2 separate regions of the Mus musculus genome follow, and region 2 is linked to region 1. Evidence: chromatin contacts called from public Hi-C data. All regions are on one chromosome and are shown on one strand. The core of a region is the stretch at or near the end of the contact, and the rest is flanking DNA. Distances in the headings are between cores, read along the strand shown. Region 1 overlaps Map3k5 (mitogen-activated protein kinase kinase kinase 5). Region 2 overlaps Map3k5 (mitogen-activated protein kinase kinase kinase 5).

Evidence for each region. A called contact is a pair of places that touch in the nucleus more often than the background predicts.
Region 2: a contact with region 1 is called in a Hi-C map of liver, with 3 times the contacts expected there. The contact joins two enhancer-like sites. A contact is called at or near these places in 1 of 39 promoter capture datasets (liver), 3 of 15 datasets of contacts at CTCF or cohesin (CD8 T cells, large pre-B cells and pro-B cells), 9 of 484 Hi-C or Micro-C datasets (the AML12 cell line, B cells, erythroid progenitors and 4 more) and 4 of 115 datasets of contacts at active chromatin or transcription factors (bone marrow-derived dendritic cells, kidney, microglia and 1 more).

Annotation. Positions count from the first base shown.
Region 1 is chr10:19,989,757-19,996,087 of GRCm38.p6, reverse strand. The region is part of intron 1 of Map3k5 (mitogen-activated protein kinase kinase kinase 5); the gene reads right to left. Among named protein-coding and RNA genes, the nearest start is that of Map3k5, 58 kb to the right of the region's middle. Within about 2 kb of position 3,972, at least 112 of the 459 cell types and tissues checked have an H3K27ac peak or open chromatin away from gene starts, as enhancers often do. A contact at or near this core is called in liver, where this site is marked.
Region 2 is chr10:20,067,859-20,074,189 of GRCm38.p6, reverse strand. Map3k5 (mitogen-activated protein kinase kinase kinase 5) reads right to left here. Exons shown (of 30, transcript NM_008580.4): 11 at 6,254-6,331. Among named protein-coding and RNA genes, the nearest start is that of Map7, 100 kb to the left of the region's middle. Within about 2 kb of position 2,414, at least 15 of the 459 cell types and tissues checked have an H3K27ac peak or open chromatin away from gene starts, as enhancers often do. A contact at or near this core is called in liver, where this site is marked.

The DNA.
Region 1 (6,331 bases), core at 2,723-5,222:
CGCGCACTCAAGTGTATGAGTCACACAGTCACTGCACACGTAGAAGACAGAGGACAAAGCTGGGTGCTTGTCCTCACCTTCTTCTACCTTGCTTAAGGAGAGAGAGTCCCTTGTTGAGCAATGCCTATACCTGGCGGGCTGATCTGTGAGCTTCCAGGGATTCTCCAGGCTCTCCTGCCATCTCACTGTGGGAACACTGGGATGATAGATTTATACCCCCCCCCTTCCACCCTTCCCCCCCCCCCCCCCCCCCCGGCATGTCTGGCAGGACAGTGGTTCTGGGGGAATCGAAACTCAGGTCTTTAGACTTGTGTGGCACATGCTCTACTCACTGAGCCATCTCACTAGCTCCCATACTGGCTTTATTAAAACTCTGTATCAATTCTGGTGGGGTAAATACCTTAGCCATCATGCCTTGAGCTTCTCCTTCCCGGCACGACACGTTTTTGTTGGCCTCATGGAGAACTCTCTCTTCACCCCCCTTGACCTCTCTACACTCTGGTGCTTATAGCTGTCAGTTGAGCAGCAGCGACTGACGAGCTCTGGCTAGGCCATCTCTTCAGTAAGAACCAAAGCCCTTGGAGCTGTGAGAGTAGACTGCTGTCACCTATAATCCTACGAGATAAGTTCTCACTCTCTTTTTTCTTAATTTTAATTTTTTATTGGTTATTTTATTTATTTACATCTCAAATGTTATCTTCCTTCCTGGTTTCTCCTCTGCAAACTCCCTATCCCATCCCCCTCCATGCTTCAATGCTTCCCCACCCCCACCCGCCCACTCCCACCTCACCGCCCTAGCATTCCCTTACACTGGGAAATCACAGGACCAAGGGCCTCCCCTCCAGATGCCAGATAAGGTCATCTATCCTCTGTCACATATGCTGCTGGAGCCATGGGTCCCTCCATGTGTAGAGCCACCAAACCCAGACTCCATCGCCGATGCCAAGAAGTGCTGGCTGACTCGAGCCTGATATAAAGCTCCTGAGAGGCTCTGCCAGAGCCTGACCAATGTCGATGCAGATGCATGCGGCCAACCATCGGACTGAGCATGGTGGCCCCAATGGAGGAGTTAGAGAAAGCACTGAAGGAGCTGAAGGGGTTTGCAACCCATAGGAAGAACAACACCACCAACCAACCAGACCCTCCAGAACTCCCAAGGACTAAACCACCAACCAAAGTTCTCACTCTCTTAAGGAAAGCCTTACTTCCCTGAAGGTCCCTCTCCAAGAATACTGTTCAACGGGGTCTGAAGGTACTGGAGAAAGGAACACTGCCAGATATAGTCCACGGGTTAAGGAAACTCTTTTCCTCTGGGAGCCTCCCTCATCTTCTGCATGTGACACTATGACAGCCACAGCTCATCAAGGTGAATCTGCACATACCCAAGGACCGCCTCCTGCCCCTCCCCTTGCTCTCTGTCAGACACTTGCTAAGCTCTGCTCCTCGCAGCTGCAGGGGGCAGAACACTTGGCTCTGGAGGCACTTGCTATCTGCAGTTTGCCTTCCCTTGCCAGACGTCCTGATCCAAGGGACCAGTGAGCACCAGGGCTTTGTGCAGGTCAATGAGCCAGCCCTCTTTCCCTCACAACTAACTCGAAGCCAGTTTCAGTCTGTACCCTTCATGGTTCATGCAACATGTCCAACCAACCAGACAGGTTGAACTCTGGAATGGAATGAGGTTTCTTTCACCTTTAGAAGATGGAAGGGCCCTTCTTCCTCTGGGTACCCCCAGAAAGAAGGCACGCAGTAATGTGTCGAGAATGGGTTTCATTACAAACAGGGAATTCTTGCTGCCTGCAGCAGATACTGTCAGGGTAAACACTACATCTCAAAGAGGACCGACAATGAGACTTCTGCCATTTAACTCACCTTGGGATGTATTAAAAAAAAAAATCTGTTTAGGTATGATCCCCAGACTAGATCATCAAACATGACCATAAACATAGGCCTGCTTGACCATTTCCTAGTAACATTAACCAGCTTATCTCTTAGTTTTTCAATTTTTTATTAAATATTTTCTTCATTTATATTTCAAATGCTATCCCGAAAGTCCCCTATACCCTCCCCCCTCCCCACCCTGCTCCCCACCCACTCACTCCCACTTCTTGGCCCTGGCGTTCCCCTGTACTCGGGCATATAGAGTTTGTAAAACCAAGGGGCCTCTCTTCCCAACGATGGCTGACTAGGCCATCTTCTGCTACATATGCAACTAGAGACACAAGCTCTGGGGGTTACTGGTTAGTTCATATTGTTGTTCCACCTATAGGGTTGCAGAGCCCTTCAGTTCCTTGGGTACTTTCTCTAGCTCCTCCATTGGGGACCCTGTGTTCCATCCAATAGATGACTGTGAGCATCCACTTCTGTATTTGCCAGGCACTGGCATAGCCTCACACGAGACAGCTATATCAGGGTCCTTTCAGCAAAATCTTGCTGGCATGTGCAATAGTGTCTGCATTTGGTGGCTGATTATGGGATGGATCCATGGGTTGGGTAGTCTCTGGATGGTCCATCCTTTCATCTTAGCTCCAAACTTTGTCTCTGTAACTCCTTCCATGGGTATTTTGTTCCTTATTCTAAGGAGGAATGAAGTATCCACACATTGGTCTTCCTTCTTCTTGATTTTCTTGTGTTTTGCAAATTGTATCTTGGGTATTCTAAGTTTCTGGGCTAATATCCACTTATCAGTGAGTGCATATCAAGTGACTTCTTTTGTGATTGGGTTACCTCACTCAGGATGATATCCTCCAGATACACCCATTTGCCCAAGAATTTCATAAATCCATTGTTTTTAATAGCTGAATAGTACTCTATTGTATAAATGTACCACATTTTCTGTATCCATTCTTCTGTTGAGGGACATCTGGGTTCTTTCCAGCTTCTGGCATTATAAATAAGGCTGCTAGGAACATAGTGGAGCATGTGTCCTTATTACCAGTTGGAACATCTTCTGGGTATATGGCCAAGAGAGGAATTGCTGGATCTTCTGGTAGTACTATGTCCAATTTTCTGAGGAACTGCCAGACTGACTTCCAGAGTGGTTGTAAAATCAGCTTATCTCTTTAACCTAAGTCTACATAGGGAGCCCTGATCTTTTGTCTTGCTAGACTGTCTCAGTGTTTAAGATAAGAATGTGTTGTTGAAACAGAGTCCAGGTGAGGATCCAGTGCGAACAGTAGCACAGAACCAGAGGCCTCAAACCAGACCATGATTCACGCCAATGAACATTTGCAAGTGAAGATGTGTGGACAAAAGGGTGTATGTACTGTGACACACTGTGACATGCTGCAACTTCTACAGAGGTTTATTTCTTGGGAGGGCTGTAAGGGTGAATATAAAATGAGTGGGCTTGGGGTGTGTGATACAATATTTACAAAGAATAAGTAAAAAGTTTCAGAAAGGATTGTTTCTCCTAAGAGCACCCTTTGACTAAATGCAACTGTGTTTCATGTTCCTTGAGTTTCCCTCTGGAGGGCCCCTAATAGTCAGCCTCCCGTGATCCTTTGTCATTCCACTGCTGCTGCTGCTCTAGTTGCTAGCCTGTATCCAGGAGTTGCGATTTTTGTTTATGTAAGGTTCTGTCTGTTACCTGAAGGTATTTGTTATGTGAGATGCTCACATAAAAATATTCCCCTAAATGCCTTATAAATCAACTGTCATACACACACTCTTGGCCTAAAGTCCTTTTAGTTAGTGTGACTTAAACAAATCTAACAGATTATTTATTTGAAAGTTTTGAAACAGGTTTAGTTGACCTATGAGAACTGTGACAGCAAACACATACAGGAGAGGCGTTTATCATGTTGTGTCACTAACATGTTTAGCACTCATTACGTGTCAAACACAAGATGCTTTCAAATATGAACTTGCTTCACCTTCAGAATGGCCTCTGGCTGTAATTAATGGTACCTCAGGGCACCCGAGGCACAGACTGTATCTGCCAAGCCTGGCTAAAAGGTGGAAGCAGCAGGATTCAGATTCATGAATCTGGCCCCAGAGGGCATGCTCTGAGGTCCTCCAGAGACAGATTCTGCACCTGCAGGAAAGGGAAGTTTTCGAGCTTAGAACACAAATGAGGTAATCATGCTTGAGTGAAACTGGAGGGCCAAACCACACTCCTGCCATGTGACTCATGAGCAAACCCGATCTCCTTCATCTCTCTCTCTCTCTCTCTCTCTCTCTCTCTCTCTCTCTCTCTCTCTCTCCCTCCCTCTCTCCTTCTCCCTCCCTCCTTCCCTTTTCTCTCTTTCTCCCTCTTTCCCTCCCTTTTCCTTCCTTCCCACCCTCTTCCCCCCCCCCTCCCCCAGCCCCAAGATGGACTCTCACTGTATATATAGCCCTGGCTGGCCTGGAACTCCTGCTATAGAACAGGTTGGCCTTGAACCCAGGGAGATCAGCGTGCCTCTACTTCCCGAGTGTGGGCCACAGGGCCTGAGCAAGTGCTTTTCATCACTGCACAGTTGAGCTCTATGGTAAAACAGCAAGTGAAGCTGACATGCTAAATCACCTAAGACAAAGACAGTCATTTGAAGTTTAGGCAGAAACAGAAAAAGCTCCCTGATTTTTTACTTAAAGCACACTTTGTTTCCTTGTCCAAACTGAGTTCATGTTAAATGGAGCATAAAATCAGGGTTAGTGGTAGAGGATTGGAGCACAGTGAAGTTCAGGGCAATAACAAATCTGTTGAGGTCAACTGCACTTTGATCACCAAACAACATGATTCAGAGTATTCGAGGTTTGCTCTTCTCTTCTTTAATTGAATTTTCCTTTCATGACACATCATTTGTTAGTTAAATATTCAATGAGTCACCACTGCTTCTAAAAGCCAGAGCTGAATACAAATCAAAACATTAACCTAGCATTACTTTTTATCTACTCGGTGGACTATATATAATACATATATATTATTATAATATATAATAATATATAATATATATATCAGATCAGTCATGATCAAACAAGAGCCAAGGATCAATGTTTCTAGTACTATACAGCCTATAGGCTGCTGATCCCCCAACTCCATGCAACAGTCAAAGAGAGATTATCAAGTTATCACATAGAACCTCTCTATCCAATTACAATGGGTTAATTCCCAAGGCGAGGCATTACCATCAATTTAATTTGGCAAACATCCTGAATGCCTATTACACTCGTGGCCCCGTTATCTGTGGTGCACTATAGAAGTCAAATGGGAAACATAGTTTTGCCTCCTTTGGGAGGGGTTAGAAACACACATTGGTAAGTGCTGATAGAGAGCTGAGGGCAGCTGCAGCTGTGGAAAAATAAACAGGGGCGCTCAGAGGTTAGAGCATTCGGAGAGCTGCATGGGTAAGTGACACACACCTACGTGAGCAGGGCATTGTCTGCCTGGAGAATTGGAGAATGGTATGTCACAAGAGTGGACAAAACATAGCAGTCTCTGCCCAGGATAGGCAAGCTAAGAGATGCCAATGAAAAGAGGCATGGTCAGAGAGAAATACAGAAAAACAGCACACCAGGTCAAGCATTCCCAAGGGATGAAGCAAGAAAGGTACCCCAAAGTGTATGCCACTCCCCCCAATACTCGCCCTTTGATGCTTGACAGAAATATCACCTGCATTCCTGGGGCTTCCCATTTTATGAATAAGTTGATCAAGTTACAACTAAACCATTTTATGGAAATTTCTAGAATGCCATTCATGACCTCCAGTTGGTGTCCTACAAGCGTTGTGAAGACTTCCCATGGCCCCTTCCAAAGGCGACAAGCATTTGATCCTGGGAAACCACAGAACTCCTGTTGTTTGTTGAGAATGTTAGAGTTCCTGAAGGGTCAGAATGAATCTGTTGATGTTCTGTTGAGGTGTTAATCCCTCTTACAAATCACTACCCACTCAGCCTCGGCAGCGCTGCTTCAGTCTTGTAGTCATTACTCGGTCAACGCTACCATGTATATATACTGATGTATATGTCTAACAAGGCTGTATGTTGGCCCACATTTGCTGCATCACCAAATTCCAACATGCATAGTGATTCACACATAAAGTCCACCCTTCCCCCCTCCTGAGAACTGAACCTTGAACCACAGGTATACTAGTCAAAAACACTACCGTTGAAGTACATCTCCATCAATGAAACAATGAAACATTCTTTTAAGGATGTATTATTTTTATTTTATGTGTGTGAAGGTTTTACCTACATTTATACACCTACATTTATGTTCTGTGTGTGTACCGGATGCTATCAGAGGTTAGACAATGATGCTGGATGCCCTGGAGGAGGAGTTAAAGATGGATGTACACTGCCACGCGGGTGCTGGGAACTGAACCTGTATCCTTGGTGGAGCGTGTAGTCTTTC
Region 2 (6,331 bases), core at 1,165-3,664, 80 kb before region 1:
AGTGGCAGGCCCCATGCAATCCCTGAGTGGGCCAGAGGCAGGAAGTCAATCATTCTGCCCTACCTGGTGAATCCAAGGCCATTCAGAGACCCTGTCTCAAAAGAGTCAGCACTCATGAAGATGCCACCTGAAGCTGTCCTCAGCCTTCACACATACACACATATGCATGTACACCTGGACATATACATACATGCATGTGTGCACACGTACTTGCACACATATGTGAACCAGTAAACCGATGAAAATGTGTGTATACATTTAAATTAAGAAAAAGAAAGGCCACATATAAAGGAACCAAGTACTAGACAGCAGCAAATTAAAACAGCAGCCTTCGGCCTCTGCTCTCAATCTCACTCCTATTGTCTGTCAACCTGAGGTCAAAATGTCTCCATAACTGTGTGACCCAGACTTCGCTGCTGACCTATGTGTGACTCAAACGCACAGTGTACCCTTACCTCTGCAGTCTGCCGCTGAGCTGTTGCCCAAGACCACGGTTGGGCTGGGACTGGGCATGAGAGCAGAGCAGGCTGGGTGGCAGGTACACACAGCTCTAAAGTGGCACTGGGAGAAACCAAGGATGGGTTCCTCAATAGACCAGGCTGGTTTGGTAGGAAAAGAGCAGACTACTTCCTGAGTATCTGGTTTCCTGAAGGCTGCTTTGCCTGGACACATCTCACTACAGTGCTCTTAAGTTCAAAGCCTAAGCTACAGCCACTGCACTGGAGGAGGCCCAACCTTCACGGCTAGCAGGGACTCACCACAGGGAGGCACTGGTGAGCTGCAGAGTAAGTACCAGGATCCAGAGATGCAGAGCTGGAGAGGTTAATTAGCCCCAGCAGACCCCACACCATGGTTACCTGTTTGAACCAGCAAAGAAGCACTGTTTTCTAGGAACTGATCCACCCCAAATTCCACGCCCTGCCAAGGGCAGGAATAAGAAGTAGGAGTTAGCAGTGAAAGTGGTAGTAATAATTTAATAATTATACTGTCAGGCCTTATTGCTTACCTGAGCTAACAGTCATTCCTCCCTTGTCCCTTCTCCCTAGCTAACAGTAACAACAGGGCTTTTGGATTTGTTGTTGTTGTTGTTGTTCAGGATCTGCTGGGGCAGGGAATTTAGTCTAAACTGGCCATGAACAGTTCAAGTTCCTTACAGGTGGCTGGCTGTTGTTATGAAGGTTTGGGCTGGATTCTCCTTTCTGGGATGCTGTCTGTATGAGGCAATGCCTGGAGTAGCTGTTTATGACCATGAGAAGACAGCCAACAACTTACAGAGAACTGAGCTCAGAACTCGGGTACAAAATCCCCCTCAGAAAGAACCCGTCTCTGAACTTCTCAGGATAGGAAATACCGTTTCCCTCTTGGTTGAACTTGGGAGTTATGGCCAAACACACCATAAGCAGGAAAGACTGACCACCTGGAACTGGGTAAGAATCCTTCACACAGTTATCTTGACCACTCTACATGGCCACTGCCAAGAGCTGGGCTAAGAGAGGGCAGGCAGCCTGCACAATACACATGCAGACTTTCCTCAGGTACTGACTGGAAACATCAAACGCCCACAGGGAACAGGTACAGGGCTAGGATTCATTAACTATGCCTCATGCAGTCTTCAAGATTTGGACTGAATGGATGTCTACAGAGAACCAACTTACAACCCAGAGGGACACTGGTTTGCAAAAGCTTAAGTTTTTGTACATGGACTATTTTACTATGACCACTACAGGGGATGGGATACCACAGGTGCAGCCCACATATGTCAAGAGACAGTGGGAGAAGCAGAGGGATGGCTTAGGAGTTAGAGCACCCACAGAGAGGCCAGGCTCATTCCCTGCACCTACAGGATGTCTCACGGACATCTATAATTCCAGTTCCAATGGATCCGGGGGCCCTCTTCTGATCTTTGTAGCCCCCCAAAATAATACATTGCATATACATGGATGCAAGCAAAATAAATAAATACATTTTTAAAGAACACAGAAGTAGATGGTGGATAATTCACAGCCTAAGCCAATAGCCCTGCCTCACATACCCATTTATATCTTAACACATGCATTTCTTAGCATACTGTAAAAATTGTCAGAGAGACTAAAAACATCCACACCAGACCCACTTAACAGAGAGAACCCTTCTGAAAGAGCAAACAAAACATCTAGTTGGAAGAAGTACTGTTTCCAAAAATCTCTGGCTCCGTCCTTGTTCTCTTCCTGTCTTCCAAAATCCATTGGCTCTGCACTCATTCTAGGACTGTGTTCATCGCTAATTCCTTTAGTCGCGTTCTGTTCCAAGTGTCCCTGGGTAACCTTGCTCTTTCTGGTTAAGCCTCTGAAGATCTCTCCTAGCCTTGCTCTCTGCCCAGTATAAGACCATGTCTGCATCTACTTTAGAGTGTTGTAAACAAGGCAGTGCACTTCAAAGAGGTATGATTAGAACACACATCGATTGTGCCCGGGTTGTCTGAACAAACTGTATCTCTGTAGGTGCTTGTAGGTCATCAGTTCCAAGTGTCCGGGTCCAAAATGAAACTCCCCCAGAATTCACCCTTCCCTTCTAGGCGAAACCTAGAACCTGCTGGTGTTATCACTCTTAGACTTTGAACCACTAACACTTAATAGTTCCATTTAGTTAATCTTCCTAATGACATTATACATTTTTTCCCCTTTTCTTTTCAAGTGACCCGCCACTCTGCAGCTGCAACCCCCCTTTCCCGCTCTAGGTTCCCTGACTACTTCATTTCTGGTTCTTTCCTTTAGCAGCCTTTTCCCTGCCCCTCCAGGGTCCAAGATTCCCAAACTCTTATGTCAAGGTGAGATACGTCTCACAGCCACAGTGGTAACATCACTGACGCACGTTCTGTGCATTTAGCCCTGTGCCGGGGGACTCGTGGTAATTATCACATGCACTCTCCATAAGTTATCGTCTTTTCTTCATGTAAGGAGGCTACAGGAAGAGTTATCTGGACGGCCCAGGTCACTCAGCAAGCAGCAGGTAATACAAGTTTTTCCACCTTCGCAGCAGCTTCACTCTGACCCTATCCTGGCTATTCTATGCTGCCTTCTTGCCAGCCCTTAGACTTTAAGTGGCTTCAATGACAGACAGCACACGTCTAAATTCTCTTTCCTCATTCAGGAAACAAATTGTGATTGTATACCACCCTGCCTACCAATATATTTGCCACTGCCATCATCACCCCTCCCTGGTAAGCGGGAAAGGCTCCTATTGACCCTGAACGCCCCAGGCTCACACTTGCTTACACTGCCTCCGTGGGACTTTGCTCTCTTCTTCCGAGCCAAGGTCATTCTTTTCCCTTTTCTCTTCCAGTCCTGCTCCAAACCAAAGCCCAGACTCCGAGTCCTTCCGGAAGCTTCCGAAAGAAGCTTATTGATCCTCACTGAACTTCACCGACCAAAGGTCCACAAGGTCTTCCCCACAAGCCACGGAACTCCTCATAGGGAGGAAGCAGCAGGCGTTTCATCACATTATTTACCACAGGCCTCCTCAGGTGTCACAGAACGCTCGCTCCAAGGGAGGTCTTACTTATATACAAGAAATGCTACTGATGTGGTGTCCGCCAGTCTCTCCTCACAAAGAACACAGAGAATGCCTTAGCTGTCAGAAAGTTCTCGCCAAGGCAGGTCCCTTTATGGATAAGTTAGTACTATAAAAAAGACAATAGTACCTTTTGGAATTTTCTACATTAAGGGCTAGATAGCTGGGCCTCATAACAACACCGCTCATAGTGGCCGATATTAGCTCGTATAAGATGTATTTTGTCGTGTGAAGATCCTTTAGTTATTATAACCTGTTAGTGGGCAAACTATAAAAGTCTAGTGCAGCCAGTCCACAGTTGTCTCATGAACACAGTAGTGGAGCCAGCACTCCACAGGTTGGATCTGAAAAGGCCACAGTTCTGAGAGAAGCCACTTGGAGGCGGATGCACAGACATCCTTTTGGAAATGGATAACTGCACACTCACTGGGTGCTTTCATGCTATCCAGCCTGTAGCCTGTCTGCCTAAACACTACCCCTTATCAGACTTAACAGGACCGAATGTATTCAAACATACAATAACTTAAAATATCAGGACAATCAGAATCAGGGTGCTGCAGGGCAGCTGTCTGGTTTCTGTGACAGGTGACTTGCTAATGTTTTGATAGCCAGGGCCTGGGCATGATTGACAGCTGGGAAAGGCTTATCCCAGCTGATGTGAATACCCCAGTGTATAAGTTATTCTTCCTGTATTATAAACATGCTGTACGGCTGGGCCTGCTTAGCCTCCGACACTGGTGGTTCATGCACGTGAGTTCTGACGAGTCAGGTGGGACACACAACAGAAATCCAGATTTTAATCCAGTTCTTGTCGCCCAAGTGCCAAGGATCCAGCCATCCTTTGAAAACTACCATCCCTAGGAGCCCAACTTAGTCATAAAGTCAAGGAAACAACGATTCTTCATCATTGGCTACAACTGAGACATTTGGAATGCACACAGCCCTTTATTAAACTTGTTCTCAACCACAGCTGCACATCAGACTCACACGGCGATTTTCCTATCAATGTATGTGTTGACTTACTCTAACAATGCGCAAAATTATAGTTATTCTGCAGGCTCACACAACAGGTAGCTCAATGTATGTTCTAATGGATACTTAAAATCCCCCAAATGATACTCTCACATTGTTAAAAGCATAAAGCAAGGCTAAATTCTCAGGTCTGAAAATTAGGGGTCAGCTCTAATTTAAAAAAAAAAAGCAGCCATTTTATAATTGTTGTTATTATCCTTAAAATATTTGTGGTGCTCATTAGAATAAAGGGCTCTGTGATGTGAACTCTCTGCATCACTTCATATAATCTTTAGATCAAAAGCCGGGGAGGGAAGGGCTTCTTTTAGCTCAGGTTGGCCTGGAATTCACTGTGTGGCTGAAGATGGCCTTGAATTTATGATCTTTTTGCCTATACCTCCCAAGATCTGGGATTACAGACACAGCAATAATGTCTGCTCACAACAACAACAACAACAAACAACAAATTATAATTTAAAAGAAATAATAATAAAGACTTTATCATCATCTTCCCTTGTACAGATGAGGACACTGTGGCTTAGGAAATTCATGTTGCATAAGAACAGTGATAAAATCTAAATATATTCAAGTCTATTAACTTCACTTTTGCAAACTCATACCCAGTTTGTGCATTATTTTTACCTTGTCACCACTGTATACATCTGTAGGTCTCCCTCATTAGTTTGTCACCACTGTATACGCCTGCAGGTCTCCTGCATTGGTTTACTGCCTCCCAAGGAAGAAAGTAAGTCTCATGAGAGGAGGAGTTTATCTTGCCTGGCACAGAGTAAGTGCTCATCAAACAGCTATCCAGGGAACAAGTAAATGAGTCATGCTTAAAGAAAATTGAAACAGTAGTTTGGAAACCAATTATAACACAAAAAGTCTCTCAAGTAACCTTTCCCCCAAGACTTCTCTGATACAGCGCTTCCCCTGTTGCTTGGGCAGGTCCTGCACATTTCTGCTTTTTAAGAGTAGTTGAGTTAGTGTTAGAACTGATAAAATCACACCTGCAGTCTCACTATTTGACACTGAGGCGGGAAGATTGAAATTTAGAGGTCAGCCTAGCCTACATATAGAGACCCTGTCTCAAAACAAAGAAAACCAAAATCAGCATGAGGTTGACTGCATGCTGCCAGGAGCAGATATGGGGAGGTAGGGGGTCTAAGGACTTCCAGGAACCAAATGGAAATGTATATCCTACCTTATTTTATCCAAACAACACAGAGTCAGTGCTAATCTGAAATTTAGCAGGTATCTAGATAAACATACATTCAGACACAATGATAATTATAGTGGGCAGTGCAAGCCTACAGGTGGCTTTATTTTAGCAGGCTTCCTACAATTAAGAAACAGGACATTTACAACATAAATTTTAAAATATTATTTCTTTGGCATAATTTTGAAAAATTACCCCTTTGGACATAATTTGATTTACAGCATGAATTTCTAAAACAAAGAAAATATCCCAATTTTTAGCACACTTGAAATGGTTATACCATCTATACTAAAAATCTGAATTATACCAAGTATATCCTGCTAACTGATAAAATTCACAACCCCAAATTAGCAATGTTTATCTTGCAGCATGTACTTATGGCAATATAAACAGTCAAACTATTTTTCTTAATTAACACCTTTACTGAGGCGAGACCAGAAGGGCAGAAGGCCTTATCTTAATTGCTCGGTTTACCTTGTCATCAGGGAGAACATGCCAAATAGATATTGTCTTCTCCTCAACTTCATTATTGATAGACAGGTAAGAAGGCTG